Regions from separate parts of the Mus musculus genome. Here region 1 is linked to region 2. The links are chromatin contacts, called in public HiCAR-type maps. All regions are on one chromosome and are shown on one strand. The core of a region is the stretch at or near the end of the contact, and the rest is flanking DNA. Distances in the headings are between cores, read along the strand shown. Region 1 has its middle 22 kb from the start of Gm36819. Region 2 overlaps Nsmce2 (NSE2/MMS21 homolog, SMC5-SMC6 complex SUMO ligase).

Region 1 (3,411 bases), core at 219-2,718, 300 kb after region 2:
TCCTCCAACCTTTGTCAGAGAAACTTCTTACAGTAGTTGGTAGTGGTTACTACAGGCATGGATTGCTATTCAAGTGCTGAGAATAAGCAACAATAAAAAAATAATAACAGTAATTAATAGTCAGCTATAGATGGGATATCCCCAAGGTACATGGCACACTCCAGAAGAGGGGACAGAAAGAATGTATGTATACATAACACAGGCACAGCTTCCAGAGTCTGTTTAGTGTTGTTTTGTATGCACAGGCTGACCACTTGGGATTAGACAACCTATCAGGGGTCACTGTTCTTGGAGAAAGCTGGTTCTTGAAGTCCCCCAATGATCATCTGTAGCTCTTTGTCTAGGCATGGAACTTTGTGAAATTTTCCCATCTACCTTGGCACATCAACTGGAGTTGTTATTATGCAAGTCTTGATTAGACAACCATATTGAGATTTCATGGGTGTAGCTTTCCTGTCATGTCTAGATGATACTATCTAACACTGAGTGTCCTGGTTCTCTGGCTCTTATGATATTTCTGCCCCTTCTTGGGAGGTTTCCCCCAAATGATGCACTGTGATTGTATATGGGTCAGCACTCTGCATTGAGACGAGATTACTTCTTGTCTCTGAAACTGGATCTTGAGAGCTTACTTAAGTCCAGAGTCAGGATAGAGATGGGATGTAGCGTCTGGTGCAAGATCGGATCATGTTTGGCCTCAGTTCATTGAACTGGACTTAAATGAATCTAGTCATATTGTAAGTTATACCTGCACATTCAAACTATCACCCATAAGGATCATTCTACAGATATCAATGACCTTGAAACAACCGTTCCCTGGAGAATGAGATTCATTCCTGGTTCTCGATATGAATACGGCATTGGTAGTCTAGGTGGTAACTCACTCTTTTCTAGACTTGAAAGAATTAGAATGTTAAAGAGAAAAGTGTTGGGGTACCAGGCAAGTGACACTGTAGCCCACTGTGGAGGCTGAATGATGGCAGACAGCATGAGTTCTGGAATCCCACTGTGTGCACTGATTGAACTATGTCCTGGCTGTGTGACTTTAGGCTAGTTTCTGAGTCTGTCTGCTCTTCGTTGACCATGACGGTAAGTTGAGGATTCGTCACCTACCTTACAGAATGGTTGAGTATGTTAGCAAAAAGGGAATGAATGGGTCTGTGCTTACCACATAGCAGATGTTGTGCAATTGTTCCTTCCTCATGTCCCTGCCCTGCACTGGGCTGGAATGTCTCCCCGGTGATCCCACCTAACAGGACTTGTTATGTTCTAGTTGTTAATCTCCTTCCCATATTAGTTCATGGCTGTGTTCCTGGTGCCTAGCAGCCGAGTGCCTGAGACATCCCTGGTGTTCCGTGTTATTCTTAATAATATTTGTCAGGAGGAATGAAAGGATTCAGAGATCAGCTGGCCCAAGCTGGAGCCCTGAAGATCAGTGTTACAGGAATTAGGTGTGAGTCATCTAGGCATGTGGCCATGGCCTGAGGAAGCCTGCTTCTAGGTCCGGAATAATCCGAATCTTCCAAGGGGAGGCACATGGAGACAGGAAGGGCTTACTCAATACCTGCTCTGGGCCAGAGGTTGACATGAGCTTGTCCCTCACTGAGGCACACGGTGTTAGAGCAGGTCATCACCAACAGATGGCACTCTGATGGCCAAATGGAGGAGCCCTCAGGGTCCTACTCTCTCGGTCCACCTGCCCAGACATGGGAGGAAACTGGGCAAAGACTTAGAGTTGAGCAGAAAATCCAACCTTTTTCTCTTGCCAAACCACCTCTGCAAATTATGATGCCTTCAGAGTCTGGGTTTCCTTCTTAAACAAAATTCTGAATCAGTTGTAATTCCTGTCCTGTGAGGAGGAGAGAAAAAAACCTTTTCTCCCACAGGTACAACTTCCTGTTAATGTTTCCCTTTTAAAAATTAGCACATATTGTATAACACAATTAAATCAAATAATCAATGTTACCACAACACTCTTCTATATGTATATTATGAACTTTGGTCTCTTGCTTCATTTCCTATTTATTTTGTGTGTATGTGTGTATGAGTGTGTGTGTGTGTGTGTGTGTGTGTGTGTGTGTGTATGTGTAAGCCAGAGGACATATCTGAGAGCCCTTCCTTAAGAACATTAGCCTTTGTTTGTTGATTCAGGAGCCAATATGTATGTATGTATGTATGTATGTATGTATGTATGTATGTATACATATACATACATATATTTATAATAAATGACAGGGTCTTGTTATATAGCTTAGTATGGCTTCAAACTCATGATGCTCTTGCTCCCCTCACTGCTGGGATTGCTCCTGTGTACTGGCATGCTCCGTTTCATCATTTAGATCTTAATTTGACACCTGTTTCTATTGTACTGTTCTGCAAGCTGCTGCTCAAAGTAATTTATGAGTATTGGCTCACTCTAACCATCTTGCTGGCCTTAGAAGATTGGTACCATCATCCCTACCTGATGGGAGATTGAAGCACAGAGATGCAAGGTGTATCACTTATGACCTATAACTAATGTGTCATAGGAATGGGGGACCAACTGGCTAGTTCCAGAATCAGGGCTCAGAATGACTCCATCTCATTGTTGTCTCGCTTGCTACCTTCATATACGGCTCAGACAACCTACCAAGGAACCATTGCTGCTGAGAGATCTAAGGATATAGGGGTTCCAAGGAGACATGCTTGCTCAAGTTTGCTCAGCTGCATGAGGTGGGGCGGCAACCGAGACTCATGATGTCTGATTCCTGAGTGGCAGCAGGCTGGGCTAACTGACCAGTCTACAGAGGAAAGAGGTCTTCCCTTAGAGGTTCAGAATCCGTGGGTGCCTCCCAGAGAGTCCTTTTCCAATCTGTTTTGTTTTTTTTTTTCTTCCCTGTCTGCTTCTTCGTCTGCTTCATGTTCAATGTCAGTGTCAGTGCTGATGGTAGCAGGCATCTTGTCTTGCCTTTGACCATGATGGGGTGCTGCTAAGGCTTCCTCTTCTCTCTTTAGAGCTTTCTTCCTTTCTATTTACTGGATCTCCTTCTGTCTCTAGCCAAGCTCTGCATCAGCAGCAGCAAGATGGGGTATGGACCATGACTCTGTCTCTTGCTTGCAAGAGAACTTGGGCAAGCTGCATAACCTCTCTGCTTTTCAGTGAATCAGCCTTTAGCATTAAAAGATTTACAATTAGTAGACTCACCTTTTAAAAAGGGTGGAGTCATTGTAAGTTGCCCAGGCTGGTCTCAAATTCTAGAATTAAAAAAATCTTCCTGCCACTGCCTCTTCAGTCACTATGGCTTTTCAGAGACTATGGCCTTTCTCTTTTAAAAACAGTCTAGATGGCCGGAGCTCACCATGTAGACCTGGGTAGTTTTGAACTCAGAGATGCAACTGCCTGTGCTCCTAGAGTGCTGGGCTTAAAGTCAT
Region 2 (3,364 bases), core at 860-3,359:
CTCTCTCTCTCTCTCTCACACACACACACACACACACTCTCTCACACACACACACACACACTCTCTCTCTCTCTCTCACACACACACACACACACACTCTCTCTCTCTCTCTCTCACACTCACACACACACACACGCTTGTGCATTAGAGACACACAGCACCTTCTTGTCCCACACCACACAGTATGGTCGATTTCAAAGCCTGCCACTCTTGGGGACTGAAGCGATAGCTCAGCAGTTAAAAGCACTCTTGCTGCTCTTGCAAAGCTGAGTTCAGTTTCCAGCACTGATATCAGATGGTCTGTAACTGCAACTCTGGGGCATCTGACACCCTTTTCTGGCCTCTACAGGCATCTGAATACATTCAGACAGATACATACGCATAAATGAAAATGACTTTAAAAAAGAAAAAGAAGTCTGACAGCCAGGAGATAGGGCTTTGGAAGCACGACGTAGAAAAATGTCTGGTTTATCATAGGCACAGTGGGCAAGCAAGCATCCAGACTTGGATGCTAAAGTGTCTGATCATAGGGGGATGCAGTCTTCTCTTTGTAGCCGAATGAAATTTTCCAGGAGACCTTTTGAGCTGCCAGTTGACAGCCCTATATGACATGTCTGTTGGGCTCCTTTGGCACTCATGGCAACAAGAAACAAACCCTGCAGTTTTAAATAAGCAGTTAGAGAGCTCAGAGCAGGTGGTCATAACTCAGTATGAAGCCACCAAACACCTCATCTTCCTGACTGACACCTTTCTAAATTCTCCCAAAGACCTCAGAATACCTCCCTCTCTCAACAGCGACAGGCTTGGCATTGTTAGTGAAGGAGGCCCATGGCCTTCTTGGACCTCTCTGCAGGTCCCACAGGCTGGACTTACAAAGAGTCTTTTGACCAGGCAGCGGTGTAAGTGACTTTATGGAAGACAAGCCAGCGCTTGTTTCCTCTCTGTGCTGTAAGGGTTAAGAGTCATCACTGTGGTCACCAAGGTCAGACACCAGCTCTCAGTGTGCTGGTTCCAGCCACAGATGTGTTTGGGTTGGCCAGGGGAGTTGTATACACATGTATCTTCGGTTGCAACATACACCAGTTAGAAGGGTTCCCATCAGAATCAGCATTTCCAGCTTCTTTTAGTACTGTCTCTGACAGCACAGGCTGCCGTGTAGAGGCTGTCTGCCTCAGTGACATGGAGGTCCCTCATTGACCCTTCTACCTTGACGTAGCTTCAGCCTGGCCTACTTCCTGGATGCAGGTTTAACAGTGTTCCTACAGAGTCCTGTGCCATTTTCTCTACAATAAAAGTGAAAAGTACAAATTCTCCTCATCACACTCCTGACCTAATTTTAACAAGTTGCCAAATACTGAGTCTCAGGCCTACAGTGTGCTTTAAGATATAATTCCTAAGGGCAGCATTCTTTGATCAATCCTCTTGTAAAGTCACACAGTTGAAGACGATCCCTACCTGCTGGTGTTTCTGTGTCACAGCTCTTCTCCCTCTGCCCCATGGTTCCCAGCAGTGTACATGCTAAACATATCCTTAGTTGTCCCCTTTTGGCTGCTCATAGGTTTGAAGCTAGGCTGTCTGTGGGGAAGGGAGTGTGGAGCTGCAGAGGGGAAACGAGATACCTGTTTGGCTTCCACTGGCTTGAAAACTGAGTCATGAGTCCATAGTACAGAGGTAATGTGAACAAGTCTTTGCAAATCACTGCATCAGTAAGCCGTTTGCCCCCACCCCTTACACACCCTTTTCTCACCCGTTGTATGGCCAGCCCCTCTCTTGGTTCCATTTAGACTACCTAACCTCCGTTGGCAAAATCTGCCCTTTTCCTACCACCTCATTATTCTCTGGCCACCTGCCAACCACGTGAGGGCGATTTGAACACTGCTGAAAGCAGGCCAGCACATGGAGTCCTTAGAGACGCTGTCATGTAGTCATGACCGTGAGGAAGCATGTCTCCTGGAACTGTGGGTCACGTCACTCCACCGTTGTCATATTTCACTTTACCATCGCAGGGGTTTTGTGCATTTCTTCCAATTCCCATGACTCTGGTTTCACATGAGGTCGTGGACTTCTCAATCAAAAAGTTGCTCATAGCTTTGGTAGGTCTGAAATTTCAGAGTATTGAGCAAGGCCCGCATTGTGCTAGAACATGATCTAATAAGATTGGACTGTCAAAACAAGAAGCAGCAGTCTGGCTAAAAGGTTTTTAAGCAGGAAATCTGTCCTGTGAGAACCTCCAAAAGATGATAAACATGTAGGCTGGGGGCCGATTTCATTTTCATCTCTACCATGAACTTAAGCAGACTGAAGTAGAGGCAGAAACCGTAGATGCTATCTTTTGGTTGGGAAACTAATTGGTTGTGTAATTAGCTGTGTGAAACATCAGGAAAATATGTGAACCATTTTGTTAGGACCCTACAGAGTACTTGGGACAGAGCCCCAAAATGTCAAGTAGAGACGATGCGTCACTCAGAGTGCAGTCGGAGAGCAGGGAGTTCCTTTCCAGCCCACCAACCGTGAGAGGCGGCAAGTTATGTAACCTTTTCCGCTCCTTGGTCTTTTCATCCCTGACATGAGAATTGGGACATTATAAGATGTTCACGGGGGATAAAAGGAATAATCTGGAGCAGTGCCTGGAGCTGGAGGAGTGGCCAGTAAGCGAGAGCAGTGACTGGTAGGTACATCGCAAGTATGCTTGTGCATTCTGATCTCAGCACAGTTTCCAAAAGAAGATCGGCTGGTATCTTAGTTTTCTGCTCTTTGTGGCTCCTCACTAGTGGAACCCTGTGAAGGGAAACATCTTGTCATTCTCTGCACCATTCTCTTGTCAAGAGCACATCTCAGTGAAGGCTCAGGTCAGGATGGCCCTGGCGATGAGTCACTGTAGTTCACTTTGGCCTCCTCCTGAAGCCCACTTTTATAATTTTCCAGTTCAATTATTAAGACACTGAATATCTGCATCATACTACTGCTGGATTGCAATGTAACCACTAACCAAGCATGTTTATGCAATGCCTTATGTGTAATCACTTATAATAAAAGTAAAAGCCGGGTGTGGTGGTGCACGCATTTAATCCCAGCACTTGGGAGGCAGAGGCAGGTGGATTTCTGAGTTCGAAGCCAGCCTGGTCTACAAAGTGAGTTCCAGACCAGCCAGGGCTATACAGAGAAACCCTGTCTCGAAAAACCATTAAAAAATAAAAAATAAAAATAAATAAATAAAAGTAAAGAGTATGGCTTAGTGATGGCTTCATATTGGCTAAAGGGGAAAGCCCGCGCCGTCTCTCAGCATGTTAGATTAATCCCTGCAGTGGAAACTAGATTGATTCTGACAGAGTAGCTGGAAGTCTAGTCAGCTGCCTGCTTGCTT

What was found. HiCAR-type assays count read pairs that join an accessible place to other places.
Region 1: a HiCAR-type map of fibro-adipogenic progenitors shows a contact between it and region 2, with 2.9 times the contacts expected there. The contact joins two enhancer-like sites. A contact is called at or near these places in 1 of 39 promoter capture datasets (the C10 cell line), 6 of 484 Hi-C or Micro-C datasets (bone marrow-derived macrophages, brown adipocytes, cerebellar granule neurons and 2 more) and 2 of 115 datasets of contacts at active chromatin or transcription factors (fibro-adipogenic progenitors and pancreatic cancer cells).

Annotation. Positions count from the first base shown.
Region 1 is chr15:59,844,048-59,847,458 of GRCm38.p6, forward strand. No RefSeq gene overlaps it. Among named protein-coding and RNA genes, the nearest start is that of Gm36819, 22 kb to the left of the region's middle. Within about 2 kb of position 1,469, at least 69 of the 459 cell types and tissues checked have an H3K27ac peak or open chromatin away from gene starts, as enhancers often do. A contact at or near this core is called in brown adipocytes, fibro-adipogenic progenitors and pancreatic cancer cells, where this site is marked.
Region 2 is chr15:59,548,127-59,551,490 of GRCm38.p6, forward strand. The region is part of intron 4 of Nsmce2 (NSE2/MMS21 homolog, SMC5-SMC6 complex SUMO ligase); the gene reads left to right. Among named protein-coding and RNA genes, the nearest start is that of Gm36677, 68 kb to the right of the region's middle. Within about 2 kb of position 2,110, at least 98 of the 459 cell types and tissues checked have an H3K27ac peak or open chromatin away from gene starts, as enhancers often do. A contact at or near this core is called in brown adipocytes, fibro-adipogenic progenitors and pancreatic cancer cells, where this site is marked.